Linked DNA regions of Sus scrofa: region 1 is linked to region 2. A link is a contact called in public promoter capture Hi-C data. All regions are on one chromosome and are shown on one strand. Each heading gives the region's core, a stretch centred on a gene start, on an enhancer-like site or on the middle of the called end of the contact. The rest is flanking DNA. Distances are from core to core; before and after follow the strand shown.

Region 1 (6,726 bases), core at 1,671-4,170, 840 kb after region 2:
CATAAGCATAACACATTCGTTTCTGTCTTATGGATTTTCTGCATGATTTCCTTCTTATAATCTCTTTTTCAGTCTACCTATCAATCAAATCCCCCATCCTCCAAAAAACTCACCTTGTCACTCTGGCCTTGAATCTGTGACATGAAACAAACCTACACCTCAGGGAAATGCTCTCCTTGAGAACCTAATGAACTCAACCCCCTACCCTGTGGAAGGGCTGGTAAATCTCTGAGGTAGTGGGGTTACCTGCTGAGTTTTTTTAATTAGACAGCTATGTGTTTTGTCAGAAAATATGCTGAGCATTTATCTAAGAGAGTGATTATCTTGAGCTGCACTAACCTTCCACTTAGTATCCTCTGACATTTGTGTGACAAAGAACAAATCAATGGTTACCAACGTTAGCACAAGTATAAATTGCCTATCTTATAGGAAAAGCCTATTTCACAGGAACAGTAAGTAGATAATGTAAGGCTGCAAGCAAAGTATCTGTGCATCATGATAAACTTATAGTTAAAACACTTGGGAAAAGGTAGCCTTATGTCACTTGACCAAATAAACATGAACAGGCAGCCCTCCATATCCTTATATGCAGAACCCCTGAGCAGGGAGGGCCCACTTTTCCACAAAAAATAGTATAATAATATAAAGGACTTGAACATGACAGGACTTTTATACCCACAAAGTTGTTGGAATGAATACCCACGGGATACTGAGGGACCACTGTGGTATGTATCAGACACTGTGCCAGGCTTACAGGTGTTATTTCATTTAATCTTTACAACAGGCTCCATTAAATGACTTCATTTACAAATTAAAGTGAGGTTAGAAGACACAGAAGGTACATAAGATTTGGGACATGGTAGAACTAAGATTCAAATCTGAAACTCCCAGACTCAATGGATGTTTGAGTCACAATACAGTTTTATTACATTAGTAGTATACTTTAAATTTTTCCTTCTGGAATTCTCTGGTGGCCTAGCAGTTAAGAATCTGTCATTGTCACTGATGTGGCACAGGTTTGATCCCTGGCCCTGGGAACTTCCACATGCTAGGGGCACGACCAAATAAAACTAAATTTTAAAAATTAAAAAATTTCTTACTATTCATGTTTTAAAATGAGAGGGTTACATCCTGTCTGATAAGGCAAAGCCTCTATTTTCTAAATGATGGCTACTCAAAAACATCTTTAAAAAATAATTGTGATTGGACCCAGAATAATTTGTTCCGGTTTGTGCATCTGACTAATTTGTTCTGTGACTCACAAGAAATCTTAGAATATTAAGGGTAAGAATTTTTTATTTGCCCTCTGAGTTCCTCAAATAATAAAGTTTTTTATATAATAAATACCCAAAGGTGAACTGAGTCAACCAAACAAAGCTGCACAGAGTGAGGTTATACAGTTTCATTTCCAATTTACTTTTGAAACTCTGAATATGAGAAAATGTATTCCAAAATCAACATCTTATGGTTCTACTAAGCTGTTTTCAACATTATTTTATATTATTAAAATGCTTTAAGGTAGACAGATTACAAAAAGTGAATACCTGAATTGAAAGACATAAACATGCCTAAAATTCAAAATTATGTAAATACTTTGAAAATTAGTGTACTTTTCAAGGGATTAGATTTGACATTTTCCTGCATCTGTACCATTAAGATGAATTTATTAGATAGGTCTTGCAAATGGCCAGTAGAATTAATTTTACAAAGGTGAAAGGGAATCTGCTGGCTTTATCAATCTTGGAAAAGAATTTGTTATTTCTCCTGGACAATCGTAACCACAGATCCAAGTAATTCAAGAAAGTCCTATTTGGTGATGATGGGGTGACAATGCCATCTAGTGGCCATTTTTCACTGCAGGTGACATACCCTTTTCTGAAATAATGGGCATGCTGATGAGACTGGAGTATCATCAGAGAGGTATACTTAATCACATCTCACTGGATTATAAAGTCTTTGAGGAAGAAACCACGTCTTATGTATTGTCTTTCTTTCTGGCTCTCAGTGAGTACAGCTGACCCTTAAACGTGGGATTCAAGAGCACTGACACTCACCCCAAGTCAAAAATCCACCTATAACCTTAGAGTCAGTCCTCCCACATCTGCAAATTCAGGCAACCTGAGATCACACAAAACTTACTATAGTATGTATTTACTGAAAAACATCCATATATAACTAGACTCTTGCAGTTCAAACTCATATTGTCCAAGGATCAACTCTATTTGCTAATTTCGACATGAGATATATTTAAGACCTACTCAACTAAAAATACCAGAAAGAACTTTTCACTTCTTATCTCTTTACCTTTCCCCACCTCTAACTTTTCTACTTCTGTCAGGCTACAAAACTGTAAAAACAGCAACTGTAAAAATCATGGTGGGACTATTTAAAGTTTCTATTCCATGAACATTATCAATTTAAATAACAGAAAATAAAATTAGGCATGACTGGCTTATCCTTAATACTAGAGACTAAATAAAACAGATGACAGTGAATTCTTCCAGTGGCTAAATAAACTGCAACCAAGTTGTTTGGAGATTTTCAGAAAGATAAACATCATTATAATTATCATTCCAACAGTTACACTTTAAAGTGCCAGGCATTGTTATAAAGTGCTTTCTGCACATTGTCTCACGCAATCCTCAAAACAGCATTATAGGAATTTTCTGGTGGTGAAGCAAGTTAAGGATCCAGCACTGTCACCACTGTGGCTCAGGTCACTGGTATAGTGCAGGTTTGATTTCTGGTCCAGGAATTGCCACACCCTGTGGGTATGGCCAAATAAACAAACAAACAAAACAGTGATACAAAGTGGTTATAAATCCAATGTTAACAGTGAGAAAGCTGATGAGCCAGAAGGAAGAGAGAGGGAGAAAGAATTAAGACTTGGCTAAGGTTGTTTCTAAGAAGAAAAGCTGGTATATGAAACAAAGCAATATACCTGTTTGAGAACAAAAAACAAAAACAGTGATATTAAGATTCTTTTAAATATGTAAATATTCCTAATAAAAATTACTTGGAAAGTTGGATTGCTTTAGCAGAATTTCTAGTTACTCTTTAGAAGACATATATTGAATGAGTCAAATTTATCAAGAAAGAGGGTTTATTTATCTATTTATATGTATCTGTCTTGGTCCAAAAAATACTGAAGGTGGCTTAAGAAGGGATCAGAGTAGCTGAATGAAAAATAGTCAAGATCTTGAATAATATTACTCTCCCCAAAAGGTAGCTGCTTCCAAGCTTGATTTAATATTCTGCATGTTTTCTCTCCGTTGCTTGGTAAATATATTTGCTTCTCCTTTCTGCAATCGACGTCTGACAGCTGATTTTGCTGTTTTGTCAACTGACGTCTCACCTTCTGTTTCACCAATTCCTAGAAATATTTCATGAATTAGTATTACTAATTATTGACATTTGACAAGGTATAAACATTCAATAAAACATTTATATTGCTAATATTTTTCAAATTTCTGTTAAAAGCATATTTTAAAATTCCAAAAATTGACAGTACTATGTGAACCATCAATAAAATAAAACACCAACTGTTACAAAAACAGGAGGAATTAAATTCCTAACAAATAGATTTTAGCAAAATATAGTATGTAGTTGATAATTCTTTGAATAACAAATCATCATAGTGCCACCTAGTGTCTATAGGTAAAACTAGGAAAAACCAACCAACTCACCAACTAAAACCCCAAACTTTGTAGTGGAAAATTATGTTTGAAAGCATTTACTACTGGTCAAAACATATGCAGGAGTGCCTTCATAACTTGTGTAGAAATGACCCTGATGGTACAGTTACCCATAGAAAAGTCCTCATATAGTTTCTGGAAGAAACAGTATGTTTTCACATGGTGAATAACCATAAATTCAAGTTCTCTCTTATCACTCAAGACATAGGCTGCTAATCTCACATGATTTACAAGATGAAGAAAAATCTGACCAGTCCATTCACAATAACTTTTTTCTTTCCTGTGAATCACTATAGCTTGTTATTTAATTGTAATATAACCTTGCCATCATCCAACCAGTCTCCTAAAGAAAGAAGTGCTGAAACTGTTGAAGCAAGGGTCTCTTCTTAACAGGCCCTATCCTATGCTAGCACAAAGAATCATTTATTAAAATTTTGTCAAGGTAAAAATTAAAGAGTAATGGATTTGAGAGATAAAAAGGGATAGAAAAACTAGTCTATCAAATGTATTTCCTGGACTATAACTCTGGGTCACGTAAGTTAAATGTAAACTTTGGATTATTTTACGTAGCATTTAGGTAAATGGGCTTTAATAAGTGATCCCTCTTTTTTCAGTCTAATGATTCTCAATGAGAGGAAAGGTAGGAGAAGAGAAAGGGAACAGAAGAATCAGAATTCAAGTTCCTGCAGAGGCTGATCGTCCAAGGGCCAGAATCTTATGAGGACCTGGCTGGTATCCCAGAAGTTTCAGTACTGAAAGCATTAGGATTAGCTCAAAGTTTAACATAGGAGTGACTGGCCTACAAACTATCACAGCCTTTCTACCTTAGTAGGAAACCATAAACCTAAATCTTCTCAGCATCTTCTCAATTACAGCAAGACTATGGAGAAATAACTTCAGAAGTCTGAAGGAAAATTATCTCCAAACCACAACTCTAACACTTAAATTCTCAATCAAGTGTGAAGACAGAATAAAAAGACATTTTAGTAATAAAATTCCCCTCAAAATTCACTCAAATGACTACTAAACTCCATACAGCCAAAGCAGTAAAATAGTTAAGAAAAAGAGATGAAATAGGAAAGATGCACCCAACAGATAGGAAACTGAGACAATAGTAGAGTGTGTGCAAGGAGTGGATTCAGACAGAGGGCTCCATGACAGTTCCAAGAAAAAAAAAATTTCTTTTCTAAATATTCTACTTAATTTTCCCTTGGTCTTTACTTCAGTGAGCCAAAAGACAATCAAATTCAGCAGCTAAAGAAAATAAGAAATAATGTATTATTATGCATGTATTCCTCCTAATCCGAACAATTTTACAAATCCTACGAGGTTAACTTTCATGTTAGAAAAAGTGAGAGAAGAACTCACACACACACATATATAAATATATATAAATAAAATACAGTTGATCCTGGAACAATGAGGGTATGAGCAGTGACCTGCTGCACAGTCAAAAATCCATCCACACCAGAAGCTCCTCTGCATCTGTGGATTCAACCAACTGAATTTCTTTACCACTGAAAAGTCTGCATATAAACGGAACGGGTATTCAAATAAGTGTTGATCAGGGTCAACTGTACATGTGTATCATTTCAGGGATACATTTAAAAAAATGAATGAAAATCATGTACTTCATTGTTTTGTTGTTTGTAGTTGGTGGCCATGTGCATTGGTTTTTTTTTATCTCCAATGGCCACACCTGTGCATATGGAGTTCCCAGCCTAGGGATTGATCAGAGCTGCAGTTGGCGGGTGATACCACAGTTTACAGAAACAATGGATCCTTAACCTACTCAGTGAGACCAAGGATCGAACCGCATCCTCGTTGATACTAGTTGGATTCATAACCCACTGAGCAACAATGGGAACTCCTGGTCATATGCATTTCTATTTAAATTAATTTATGTTAGGAGTTCCCACTGTGGTATAGTAGGTTAAGAATCTGACTGCAGTGGCCTGGTCGATGCAGAGATACAGGTTAATTCCCAGCCTAGATAGTGGGTTAAAGAATCTGGTGGTGCTGCAGCTGCAGTGTAGGTGGCAGTTCTGGCTTGGATCAATCCCTGGCCTGGAAACTTTCATATACCATTAAAAAAGCCAATATACTCTAATGTTTAATTATAATTTAATTCTGTTACATATTAGAAAGAATAGGATTCATAATGCAACTTTGCCAATAAACAGGGAACTATAAAATTATTACAGGGGAAAATGGATTTTACAATTCTAATTTAAAGAAACACAGAGAAATCTTTTCCCTGTGCAGACATAAAACAATTATCAAATTAGCAAAGGTAATAAATAAACTATATTTTCTCCTAACCTTCTACCAAAAATGGAGTATGACCTCAAGGAAATAGTAAGACCAAATTTCAAAGATGCCAAGTTAAAATGATCACTTTGTTTCCAGTGATTAGAGGAAATCTTTTTGATCAGTTAGGTTAAAGAGATCTTCTTCCTCTTATACTAATGGCAAATTTGTGTTTATAATGCAATGTATCTATAGGCTTGATCACATTTAAAACATAAGTTCTGCTGTTCGCTGTTAAATTAAAAGGATAAAGTCAAACTAAAGACAACGTTAGGGTCACCATCTTACATTCAGAAAGGGCATAACCTAAATTTAAGCAAGGAGCAGATCAGTAATTTTCTTTATATGTATAGAATTGTCAATTTCACACACTGTATTAGATAAAAGGACTACGTTGACTCTAAGACACAAAGAAAGGAGGGTAAAAAATCTCAGCAAGTTATATCAAAGCACAGGTGACAGGCAATGACAAAGTATGAGAAATTCTTTTTTTTCTTTTATGGCAGTACTGTGCATACGAGTTCCCAGCCAGAGGTCAATTGAGCTGCAGCTGAGGCCTACACCACAGCCATGAACAACATGGACCATAGATGAGGCCTATGCTGTAGCCTGCAGCAATGCAGATCCTTAATCCACTGAGCAAGGCCAAGAATTGAACTACCATCCTTATGAGACTAACATCAATCCTGAAGCTGCTGAGCTACAAAGACTCCAGAAATTC
Region 2 (6,377 bases), core at 147-2,646:
ACACCCCCCCCTCATGATCTTGCCTCAGTTTCATAAGACATGGTGCCCTCTTTTGTTCTGGGCCCACCCAGTTAGACTTGCCAAGACCAGGCGCCAAAGCTATTCTCCTTCTTGAAACATCATGCTTTCCTCTTGCAGGTGTGTGTTCCCTTCAAAGTATAAGCTTATTAGTTTCCCTCCCATTCATTAAAAAAGAAATCAGAGTTCTTGTTGTGGCTCAGCGGGTTAAGAATTCGACTGGTATCCATGAGGATGCAGGTTCAATCTCTGGCCTCACTCTGTGGGTTCAGGATCTGGCATTGCTGCAAGCCGTGGCATAGGTTGCAGCTGTAGCTCTGATTCGGACCCCCCCCCACCCCAGGCTGGGAAGTTCCATATGCCACAGGTGCCGCCCTAAAGATAAAAATAAAAAAAAAAAATAAAAAGGAAATCTATCTTTGGCTTCACATGCCCCAGAAAATGTCCCATGTCTTCTTTCCTCTTATCTAAACTTTTTAAAAAAGTAATCTGTGCTCACTGTGACCACTGGGTGTGCCATTCATTCACTCTGCACCCCTGCAGTCTGGCTTGTGCTCTTGTTGAGGCCACGAGTATCCTTCTAATTACAAAATCCAATGGACATTTTCCAATCTTTGTCTTGCTATACATTTGGGGGCATTTGGCAATGTTGATTATATGTACTACTGCCCTCCAAAGTAATAGTATATTTTCCAGTTTTCTCATTCGCTTCTGTTCCTTCTTAAAGGCAAGTTTTTCTCTCTCCACCCGTCACTTACATCCTTGTGTGCCCCAGGTGTCTGTGTTTACAGCACACTACTTCTCATTATGGAGACTCTTCTTGGGTGCATTTATCTACTCTCAGGAGTTCAACTACCACCTGTATGCTAATGACCCTCTAATTCAACCTGCTACTCAGATTTCTTCCCTAAGGTTTAGACTCACCAATTCCATTACCTGCCAGGTATCTTCAAGTGGGCGCTTATCAGATATTTCAGATTTGATTCCTCAAAAACTAAGCAGAACTTTCCTCCAAATTCACTCTCTTTGTGTCACCATCTCTCTACCCAGTGAACAGGGTTATAAAATATCAGCCCTGACCTTTCTCTCTGTCTCTTCATCCAGCTGATGCTGCACGTGGATGGTTTCCCCTCCTATGTGTTTCTCGAATCTGCCCTCTCCGCCCCAGTCCTATCATTGCTACCGTTCTCAGACACACCTCCTCTTCCAGGAAAGATACAGCCTCCTAACTGGCCTCCTGGTTTCTAGACTTGTTCTCAGTTCTGCTCTTTCCAGAGCTACCTAAATGGTCCCTATTAAACACAATTCTGACCCTGTTCCTCTCAGCCACGCCATTCCATGGTTCCTGGAATCTACACCAGCAAGTTCAACTTCCTTTCCTGGCACGCATGGCCCTCTGTGGCCATCTCTTGCCTAATTCTCAGGCCTTGGCTCCTACTACTTGGATTCCAGCAATACTCAACCAGCAGTAGTTCCCTGTACACACCGTGTTCTCCCTCTGTTCTTTGTTTCTGCTTTTAAGATTAAATATTTTACTTCGGAGTGTCAAGTTGGTATTCAAAGGGCCATTTCAAGTTCATTCGATATTCAATATTAGAGCCTCTGTTCTTGCAGAGGGAAGAAAGAAAAGGCTCATAGCTCCACCCCCATTTCTGCCCCTTTCTCCCCCACACAAAGAGGGTACTGGACCTGAGATGTTTGTGCATCCTGCCTGATTTAAAGTATTTATAAGCACATCAAATATTTTAGGTTTTCACTCCAGGTTGTTCTTCCAAGCCAAGGAGAATCTATTTGTTATGAAGAGTGTGCTGCCCTCTAGAGGTGGCGTTCAGGAAAGGAACATATCCTATCCATGTCACAGCGTTCTGCAGTTTCTCCTGTGAAAAAACTGTCATAGTAAGACCTTTATTCTTTCTGCTATTTGTCCAAAATATGCTTTACCAGATCTCTGAGGCACAATTTTTTAAATTTACTTCCATATTAGTGTTTGGGGAGAAAGCGCAGGATGTACCTCAAAGTGCACTCGATTTGGAGTTAGAAGATTCAAGTTCTAGTCCGGATTCTCTTACGAATGTCTGTGAACTTAGATCTCTCCTCTGTTAATCAAGGGGTGTGATACTCCATCCAGAAAACTGAGAATCATGTGAAAGAATGCTTTGGCAATAAAACTGGTAACAGGAGTATCAGTAAATATTTATTATACTCTAAGTATACACAAAATACCAGGCTGGGGTTAAGAGTTGTTTTGCAGAGGTTATGTGTTTACATTTGATCTTTAGAAAGTTAAATAAAAATATGTGAAAAGTTCCCATTGTGGAGCAGGGGAAATGAATCTGAGTAGTATCCACGAGGATGTGGATTCCATCTCTGGCCTCACTCAGTGGGTCAAGGATCCAGCGTTGCCGTCGGCTGTGGTGATCCAGGTTGCAGATGTGGCTTGGTGTAGGCTGGCAGCTGCAGCTCTGATTCAGCCCCTAGCCTAGGAACTTCCATAGGTCACAGGTGTGGCCCTAAAAAGAAAAAATAATAGTATTTGAAAAAAATTTGGAAAGTATTTGGGGTTTCTATTTAAATGGATTAGTTGAACCCTGATCCCATGAAAACCTGGAAATGAAACTGAGATAAAACAAATGTAAAACTTACAATGAAGTTTATAAGAGTCTATTATAATATGAAAGCAGAACACACAGACACACTTTAATTTCCCAATAAGCTCTGGTGTAAACCTCCTTTAGCCTGACTTCCTCTCCCCTATTTTCAACCAAGGGAAAAAAAAGGAAGTCTTTCATTTCATGATGTGCCCAACTATGGTGATCTCTATATGTCTGCGTAATAATGATTGATGATAGGTATAATTAATTTATTATCTTATAATGGCAATTGACTCCTGAGAATTTCTCTGAATGCTAGAGAAAGGGAAAAATGATTCAGACACCATTTATGTTCATAGTCGGATTGGGAAGAAGAAGCCACAAAGCCCAGAACAAAGCAGCAGGGAGATAAGAGGTCTGCATACCTGTGAGTCCATTTATGCTTGGAGGAGGCTGGGGACACCGGGTGAATCTCCTGTACTGCAGGGAGCCACATCTGTATACTATGCTTGCCATGTGCCTCCCAGGCTGGGTGACATTAATGCTTCCTTTGGCATCTGCCTCTTTAGATGAAAGATGATGCCAAGGTCAAATCTGGCCTGCTGTCTTAGGAGACCAGCAGCCCCAGTGGATGGACTCCTTTTCTCAGTTACATATCTAGATGGCTTTGGACATGATTTCTCATATCAAGCCATGGCTTCACCTCTCTTCAAGACTGTCTGTAACTTTCCAAACTCCTGTGGCCATTATCAGAGAGAGGTCGCTAAAAGAGTATCCCAAACCTTGTGAACAGATACAAGACATTATTACTTAAAATTCTCTCAAGATTCCATAGTTAAGGAACCCTATAAAAAATCTTTTGGGTGTCTCAGTCTACTTAGAATTCTTGTTGGAGGCATAACTAGGAAGGTAAGTCTTGAAATGAGAAATGAAGAGAGTAAATAGACTTTACTAATAGTGTCCATATATTTTTTGTTATCTTTTTTTTTTTTTTTGCTTTTTAGGGCCACACTTATGACATATGGAAGTTCCCAGGCTAGGGGTCAAATCAGAGCTGTAGCTGCTGGCCTACACCACAGCTACAGCGATGCCAGATCCAAGCCACACCTGCGACCTACACCACAGCTCATGGCAAAACCAGATCCTTAACCCACTGAGTGAGGCCAGGAATCAAACCTGCACCCTCATGGATGCCAGTAAGATTTGTCTCCACTGAGCCATGACGGGAACTCCAACAGTGTCCATATTTTTCTTCCTGAAAGTTGTGGCCCAACTAGACCATAATCACTAAGAAACTCTCAGCATGACCTTCCATATGTTAGGTGGAAAACCCTAAAACAAACAAAAATATAAAAACCAGGATGGAGTTTTATCCTGCTCTCATATTTTAAATGCATTTTGAAGTTCAGTTTCAAATATTGTTTATGTGAGGATCTTTGCTCTGATTTGCGACTTAATCACCCTATGCTATTGTCTCTACCCTCATCAGGCTTTGCTTTACTAATTATTCTCCTCTTCCCTTTCTTCTTCCTCCTTAGTCCTGGTTCACTCTATAAAAGAGAGCTTTAAATTCACTGGGCTGTGGTCACAGTAGAGGTAACTCATGAGCCCTAACAATGTATTTAGATAATGAAATGTGTTGAACCCTGAGTCTGAAGGAGGCAAAGCTGTTCGTATGGCTTCTCTCACAAAGAAAACTGCTCTGAGATTCAGTCTAAAGAGACTGAATTTTCAATATGTAGAAAGATGATTTTGGTGGATGGGCTTGCTGCCCTTCCCAAGGGAGACCCTATTCTCATCCTAGAGGTGATCCTGGCAGGAGGGTGCCTTATGAGCAGGGGATGCCCTGCCCTGAGGCCAGGGTAACTGGAAATGCAGCAGAACATCCTGTTCCTGGGAGAACTTCTGCCTGGTTGTTTATGCTCTAGATACTTGGCTCCTGGAGTTCTTGTGCAGATCTTTGGACCTTGGCAAGGCCATTTGTGTTTCTGTCTTGATGCATGTGCTATCCTGGCTCTGGTTTTGGGTGCCGTGTGGCAGGGAGGCTGAGCAGGCTGCCACACCATTCACTTGCCCATGGGCCCTCTGCTAAGTTTCAGAAGCAGCAATAGAACATGCACTTAACTTGGAAATAAAAACTATTACTTGAGCAAAAAAGTAGCAGAGTTCCTGCTGTAGTGCAGGGAATTAAGGATCTGGTGTTGTCTATGAGGGAGCACAGGTTTGATCCCTGAGCTGGCAACAGTGGGTTAAGGATCCAGCATTGCCACAGCTGTGGGCATAGGTCATAGCTGCGACTGGGATTTGATCCCTGGCCCTGAAACTTCCATATGGTGAAGAAAGAAAGAAAAAAAAAGTAACAAAGCATCTTCCCTAATTCTTGCTTAAATAATGAGGGTCCAGGTCTCTGGCTTTAATGGTGATTTTTAGGGTTTTTGACTATTGCCAGATATCAATATTTTTAGCTCTATAACTTGATTTGAATAGTATCAGAACACAATTGGAGGCTTTTTGCCAAGTGAGGATAGTAACATATGACCTAAGAAAATTTTTCAAGCAGCTTGGTGCCTTGGTATTTTAACTGTAAAAATGGAACCAAAATACAATGCTTAACCAAAAGCAATACAGCTAACAAAACCTTCCTTTCTGGGGTTTTGGGAAGGATACAAGGTAGTTATCATGAAGTATGTGAAGTCTCCTGGAAGGAGGACACATTTTAAATACAAGATATTACTATCACTAATTCTTGGTCATGACATTGCACACTATAAATGGGACATGAAAGAGTGGGTGAGTTAAATGATGAGGCTAAAACCACCGTGTTCTGGGGAAAACCCAGAAGAGAGAGCTGCAGATTTGTTTCATCAAGAGACACAGCTATATCTGGGCAAAGCCCCAGAGTTTAAAATGACGAGGACCCTTGACATAAACCCTGAAGTCACAGGAATGTAGACAATAATGCAGCGACACTGGTGCAGGGCACGTGGAGTCTTGTCTTTGAAGGAGAGCGGAGGTGAGTCCTGCTCAGATGAGACTCTTCTGTAATTGATTTGCTGGCTCAGGGAGCAGGTACTCTGGGAATTGCCCCGGAGTCCTGATGGAGGCTGGTGGAGAGGCTGCAGGTGGAAAGGGACAAAATGCCTTTAGCTCTGCATGGTGGGATCCTATCTTCATCCCCCAGACAGTTAAAGTCTTGCCTGAACTCATGGCCTTTCAACCAGGAAAGCATCAGAGGAAGACGTTATGGCAATCAGTTTTGAAATGGAAAAAGATGACTGGGCACGACTTTGTAAGCAGTCAGTATGAAAAGCAAGAAGGAAACTCAGCCAAGCAATGTCTTTGCTGTTTGCCTCAGGGTTATATTTTGCAACACATAATGGCTGCTATTAAACCAGGACACAGTATTATCTAATTTGTGCCGTTGTCTTCCTAGGATCTGGAACATTTTCTGCAGGAGCCCACCTTTATCTCTAGGAGACTCTGGCAAATAATTCCCGTTCAACTCAGGTCTTTCTGTAGAAGGAGCTTGATGCCAAAGCAGCTGGCTCCTCCCCTCATCTCTCTCTGGTGCTTAACATGCTTTTCGTCTTTGTTCTAAGTTGTACTAGTCTGGTTCAATTTTTATTTCGGTTAATTTTTAATGAGTTAGTAACTCAATGGTCCTGGCTTTGAATCTCTTGAACGTGGGTTGTTAGTAAGGTTTGAATCAGGTCATGGCTCTGAAATCCAGTAACATTCAGGATGTGTTTATTGACCTGTGTGGCTATT

Evidence for each region. Promoter capture Hi-C pulls out the DNA fragments that hold promoters and counts their contacts.
Region 1: a promoter capture Hi-C map of fetal liver shows a contact between it and region 2, with 2.3 times the contacts expected there. The contact joins the promoter of LIX1 here to the enhancer-like site in region 2. A contact is called at or near these places in 1 of 5 promoter capture datasets (fetal liver) and 5 of 47 Hi-C or Micro-C datasets (embryonic fibroblasts, fetal skeletal muscle, heart right ventricle and 2 more).

Annotation. Positions count from the first base shown.
Region 1 is chr2:103,798,959-103,805,684 of Sscrofa11.1, forward strand. LIX1 (protein limb expression 1 homolog) reads right to left here and starts at 2,921. Exons shown (of 8, transcript XM_003123811.5): 1 at 1-2,921. It overlaps RIOK2 (serine/threonine-protein kinase RIO2), which reads right to left. Exons shown (of 16, transcript XM_021085153.1): 15 at 3,334-3,373; 16 at 3,086-3,331. The coding sequence ends at 3,210.
Region 2 is chr2:102,960,780-102,967,156 of Sscrofa11.1, forward strand. All of the region lies in intron 6 of LOC106508433 (a long non-coding RNA gene), which reads left to right. Among named protein-coding and RNA genes, the nearest start is that of PCSK1, 87 kb to the right of the region's middle. Within about 2 kb of position 1,397, at least 15 of the 83 cell types and tissues checked have an H3K27ac peak or open chromatin away from gene starts, as enhancers often do. A contact at or near this core is called in fetal liver and subcutaneous adipose tissue, where this site is marked.